Linked DNA regions of Triticum aestivum: region 1 is linked to region 2. A link is a contact called in public Hi-C data. All regions are on one chromosome and are shown on one strand. The core of a region is the stretch at or near the end of the contact, and the rest is flanking DNA. Distances in the headings are between cores, read along the strand shown.

What was found. A called contact is a pair of places that touch in the nucleus more often than the background predicts.
Region 1: a Hi-C map of leaf shows a contact between it and region 2, with 3 times the contacts expected there. The contact joins the enhancer-like site here to the promoter of LOC123148875 in region 2. A contact is called at or near these places in 3 of 5 Hi-C or Micro-C datasets (all in leaf) and 1 of 1 datasets of contacts at active chromatin or transcription factors (leaf).

The regions. Positions count from the first base shown.
Region 1 is chr7A:640,186,212-640,188,917 of IWGSC CS RefSeq v2.1, forward strand. No RefSeq gene overlaps it. Among protein-coding and RNA genes, the nearest start is that of LOC123148875, 85 kb to the left of the region's middle. Within about 2 kb of position 1,385, at least 3 of the 8 cell types and tissues checked have an H3K27ac peak or open chromatin away from gene starts, as enhancers often do. A contact at or near this core is called in leaf, where this site is marked.
Region 2 is chr7A:640,100,985-640,103,684 of IWGSC CS RefSeq v2.1, forward strand. It overlaps LOC123148875 (E3 ubiquitin-protein ligase BOI), which reads left to right and starts at 1,301. Exons shown (of 2, transcript XM_044568393.1): 1 at 1,301-1,855; 2 at 1,957-2,700. The coding sequence starts at 1,457. The coding sequence ends at 2,508.

The DNA of each region.
Region 1 (2,706 bases), core at 135-2,634, 85 kb after region 2:
GAAACTTCAAGTGCTCATCAAGGCTTTTATCTGTCCATTTTTTGGCATTCGTCTTTAGAAGTTCGAGCGTGAAACTCATGCGGGTCACCTCGGGATCCCAACCGTCATACAATGGAGTCCTCGAGCCTACTTCAAGTTGCGCCAGCTTGGCCTCTTCTCTAGAAGCAGCTCTCTCGCTAATCGTACTCTTGCGAAGGAGGTCTCGAACATGAGGGTCCTGCACGACTGAACTTAGTAGCGTCAAAGACTGCGGCATGACCGCTGCCTCTTCTCCGCCATGTTCGGACTCTTCTTCGTCGTGTCCTGAATCTTCTCTGCCGCCGTCGTCATTTCGGGACTCTTCCTCCTCGACATGTCTGGAGCCATCGTCTTATTGTCGATCGGTCATCTCTTCGTCTAGCCCCATTGTTAGGGATATACCCCGCGGTATGACCCGCCCGGGCTTGGCGTTTTCATTGGCAACCCACCGTTAGTGGCGACTCACGAACCTGGCGACTCACGGATGGCCCTAATGGCGGGTCAGATAGAAGACAAGGCCCAAAGCCCAAAAGGCCGGCTCACGTTATGATGGGCCAGCTTAAGAGGAAAGAGATGACGAATATTTCCTTTACGAGGAAGCAAGACCCGGACTTGTATTCAACTTGTAAGAAAGGATAGACTAGTCCTAGTCCTACTAGGACTCCACATGTAACCCGCCCCTTCAACATATATAAGGAGGGGTATGGCTCCCCAAAAAGGGACAAGCAACAAGAAACAATAATCTCTAGGGCTAGACACAATTAGAGAGAACCGGCTTACCGGCGACTCTTTCATAAGCATAATGAGATCTAGCCACAAACAACATGTAGGGCTATTACCGGATGATGCTTTCCGAGACCCGAAGCTGTCTAAATCCTTGTCTTGTGTTGCGTCTCTCGATTCCGCTCAACCCCTCTCAAGCTAATACAAAGATGCGTTGGCCTCACGACTAAGTCCTCACATTAGGACATCTGCCGTGATAATTCCACGACAGTTGGCACCCACCGTGGGGCCTGCGCACGGTGATGATGAGTTCTTGAAGGGATCTTCCTAGGGATCGAGGAGTTTGCAATTTTCCGGATGAAGATTTTACAATCCATGAGATTGAAGTTGAAAAAGAATTAGCATTACAGTTGATCCGCCCCCGCCTGTCCTATGATTTATTTGATTGTTTTACAAGTCGCCGAAACGGACAGACTTCTAAAGAAGGTGTCAAATCTGAGTTGGCTGACTACTTCAGCGTTGACTTGGACTCGTCAGACTGCCTACGTTGACAGGCGTCGCCTCTGAGCCGCCATGGCCAAAGCTCGCCTCGTGGCCATGCATCATCGAGTCGCTGTCACTGCCTCTGCTTCTGCGCGTCTCCATCTCAATCCTCCACGGCCAAGTCGCCAGGCCACGCCTGAGAGTCGGTCTGCGGCGCGGCTGTCTCACGTCCCAAGGGGACCTACTAAAAATCTCGATGTGAAGTAAAGACCGAATCAGACAAGCACTCCAATTAGTACTATCTCAACTAGTACTCCTCAACATCTTGGAGGAACACTACGTCTATATTCATGAAGCAGTAAAACCGTATCAGCATGCTACTTTGGTTGTTTCCCCGATGCTACTGCTAATCAAGACCGTATCATCTGAGGACAGATGAGCTACACTAGAAACTTGGGCTGCATGCGCCCTGTCAGCTATGGATCAAGACGAGGACACGACTCTTCATCCTCGCCGTTCCGCCCCCGCCACCGCAGCGGTGCCTCACCGACGCGCCCCCGCTGACCGAGCCGCTGGCGCCGGTCACCTCTGTCCAAGCTGCGGCCCGCTAAGCCGCCTTGGCTGCTGCAACCCGCCGGCCTACCGCGCTTCAAGCCGCCGACCGCCGCGAGCCGCCCATGCTCCAGCCGGCCCACCATGGAAGTGAACGACTCGAAGGAAAACACAGACGTGATTTCATCCAACTGACCGCGACTCGGACTTGGGCTGCGATCTCCACCTCTGAGCAGGCTTCTGCGACCTCCTCTACTGCTACGTCGTGGTCCGCCTGTCGCGGTCACAACTGCTGTTCGGTGCCGGCCCTGATGAGCGGCCGAGCCACCACCGAGTCACCTCCGACGAGCCACCCTCGGCCTCAGTCACCTGAGCCGCCAGCTAGCGGGCTCCGAACTCCTCACCGCTGCTGCCGTGGCCGAACCGGCGCTGCCTCTTTCTACCACGGCCTGCTCACCTTCGCCGCCCTTGTGGCCTTGCTTCAAGCGCCTACTGCCTCCGTGGCTGAGACGAGGAACTTTTGCCACTTTGACCTTCCCGCGCCGACGCGGGTTTTCCCCCCAAGTCGTCGTGATGAGAGCCACATCCTTCACCGGCCTCACCTTCACCGCCGTGCCATTGAGCATCTGCGCCGAGTCGCTGTGTTCGCCTCGAATCGCCGGGTCCCGCTGGTTTGACCCCGAGCCGCCCGTGGCCATGGTTCGACTCTGCCTTTTCTTCTGCTGCAGGCACGGCCGTCCGAGCCGTTCTCGTGCTGCCCTTGACCCGGCCCGTTGCTCTGAGGGCCGGCACCTACTCATAGCCGCCGAGCTCACCTTGCGCTGAGCCTCCGATGTGGCCTCGGCTGGCCGCTTCCGAGTGTTGCCTTTGCCTCTGAGCAGCCCCGCTGGGTCGCGCTCGGCCAGGTCACGCCCGCAAGCCGCCTGTTGC
Region 2 (2,700 bases), core at 51-2,550:
TTGTAGTTCTTCACATGTTTTTACCTATTTTGTTGTATCGTTAAGCATTGAGCTAAAATTCTTCATTTTTCATGCAATTGAGCCATATTTTGTCTGAGTATCTTTTGTGGTAGCTAAAAGCCTTGTAAACGTCAAGTTTTTAACTTTGGGCAAAAATCTTTTTTTTTTGGCCCAGGGCTTGCTCCAATCCTGGCTCCGCCACTGTGTAGATGTGTGATGAGTTCCATGCAAAAAAAAAGGATGCGTGATGGCACAACTGTGGTTCTATTTTGGCGGTGACGTGATTATCTGTATCCCGCAGTTAAAAGACGATCGAAGCTCTACTTTGGTAGAGATCTTTTTTTGGAAATCAAATTAAATCAAAAGCTGGCGGTAGCTTTTGCCCAAATTAAAAGTACGGATCGGATGGATCGGCCTGATTTGCACCAAAGTACAGCCCAGAATGAATGAATGGTCGATCTATCGCCACCAAATCAATTACTAGCTCATTCATTCCCTTCTAATTTTGACCCCTCATCTCTACGTCTACGCTTTGTCTTACTATATTATTTTTATCAACCATCTACAGCTAGCCAGCCAAAAAACGCCTAGCAGTAATATATACTTCCTCCGTTCCAAAGTATAAGGCTTTGCAAAGATTTCACTATGAACTACATACGAAGTAAAATGTGTGAATGTACACTCTTTTTTTGAGCATTGTGAATGTACACTCTAAAGTACATCTATATACATTCGTATGTAGAACAGATGGAGTATATCTCAGCACATTAAAGTACGTACGTTGATTCTGCATGCAGATGCAGTGCATGAACGTAGTACGTAACGCATGCACGGTTTCCTTCTTCCTGGAATTGCCCTCCAGTAACCACGGCTTTGTACGTGATTCCCGATCTTTAACAAGTCCAGAGCGCGTAATTTGCTTTGCTTTGTTAAGTTTCCTTATACCCCAAGATTCGTGCGTCCAGAGATCAAAGGCTCAACGATGCGTGCTGATTTGGCGCCACGACATATACTAACTTAAACGATACAGTATATGGCCAAGGCTTGGGTTCTGCAAATTAGTCAACCGATCGATGGAATCGTCGGGAACGGAAGCCAGCAATTTCGGTGCAGAAAGGTAATATAACGCGGGGAATTCGTGGTTTCTACTGCAAATTTAGGGAGAGATTGAAACGGAAGCCATAAATAAAAGGAAAATTCCCTCCTGAACAGGGCCGGTCAATCTCATCGTCAGTTGCATTCTCACTCAGGATGCCAACCAAAGCCCGGTCACGCACCATAAATACCCGGCGGCCTGCCATCTACGGACCTCGTTTCTTTGCCACCCTGCCCGCCCGTCCCCTCTCGCCGATCGATGACCTCACCTCCCACATCTGACTAACTCCGGCCAGGGACGCATCGCCTTGGCTGTATATATAGGAAGCTAGCGGACGACCCGCGCGCCCCATCAATCGCCATGGCCTCCGTGGACCTGCAACGCCTGCGCCACATGTTACTCACCACCGGCGCCGGCGGCGGTCACCACCAGCTCGCCTCCGCCGCTACTATCCCAGCGAGTGGGCCTTGTTATGGTGCTGCGCTGCCGAGCCAGCGGGACCACCACATGTGCGCGGACCTCTTCAGTCTGCCGCCGGCGACGATGACGACGACGTCGGCCACGGAGCAGTATTCCGAGTTCTTGGCGATGGCTGCTGCCAATCTGGCGAAGAAGGGCGTCAGGCCCGACGGTGGTCAGGAAATGAGCACAAACAAGCGGAAGCGCGACGGGCGGTCGTCGATGCTTGCCGCGGCCGACGTTCTTGCGGCCCACGTCCAGCAGCAGACCATCGACGTCGACCGCATCCTGCTTAAACATGTAAGTCACATGCCATGATCAAATCGCCGCCACCGATCGATACTTTGCGTTTCAGGCTTTAATTTCTGTGTAGTTTTTATTAACCGTGGTCGATGATGCAGGCGCAAAATTTGTGGACTACTCTGGCGGAGCAGAGGCAGAGCCACACGAGGCTGATCGTCTCGACCGTGGAGGCCATGGCGGCGAAGCGGCTCAAGGCCAGGGACGACGAGATTGAGCGGATCAGGATCATGAACTGGGCGCTCGAGGAGCGCCTTCGGAACCTCTTCATGGAGGCCCAGATGTGGCGCGACATCGCGCAGTCCAACGAGGCCACGGCCAACGTGCTCCGCGGCGACCTGCAGCGGGCGCTCGACTCCCAGGCGGTCCGTGACGGTGGAAGCGGCGACGGTCAGGAGGACGACGCCGAGTCGTGCTGCTGGGGAGAGAACCAGGTGCCTTTGTGCGCGGAGGAGGAGGTGGGCACGCCGGCAGTGGAGGAGCGTCCCGCGACAGCAGTAGGAAGGTGCAAGGGATGCCGCGAGGACGCGGCCGTGGTGCTGCTGCTGCCGTGCCGGCACCTCTGCGTGTGCGCGCCGTGCGCGGCCGCGGCACAGGCGTGCCCGGCGTGCGGAAGCGCCAAGAATGGCAGCGTCTGCATCAACTTTTCGTGATGCGGGAGGAATAGTTTTAGAGTCGACATTTGGTTTCCTTCTAAAACTTACTAGAGTCGACTTTTGTTTGTATTCTTTTGTTCACTTTTTCTTGTTGTTGTTGACGGGAAGCACCATGCCGTGCCACGTTGGGCCACTGACATGTAAGCCAGCTTTGCAACAGGCCCACATATCAGTGGAAGAACAGCAGGG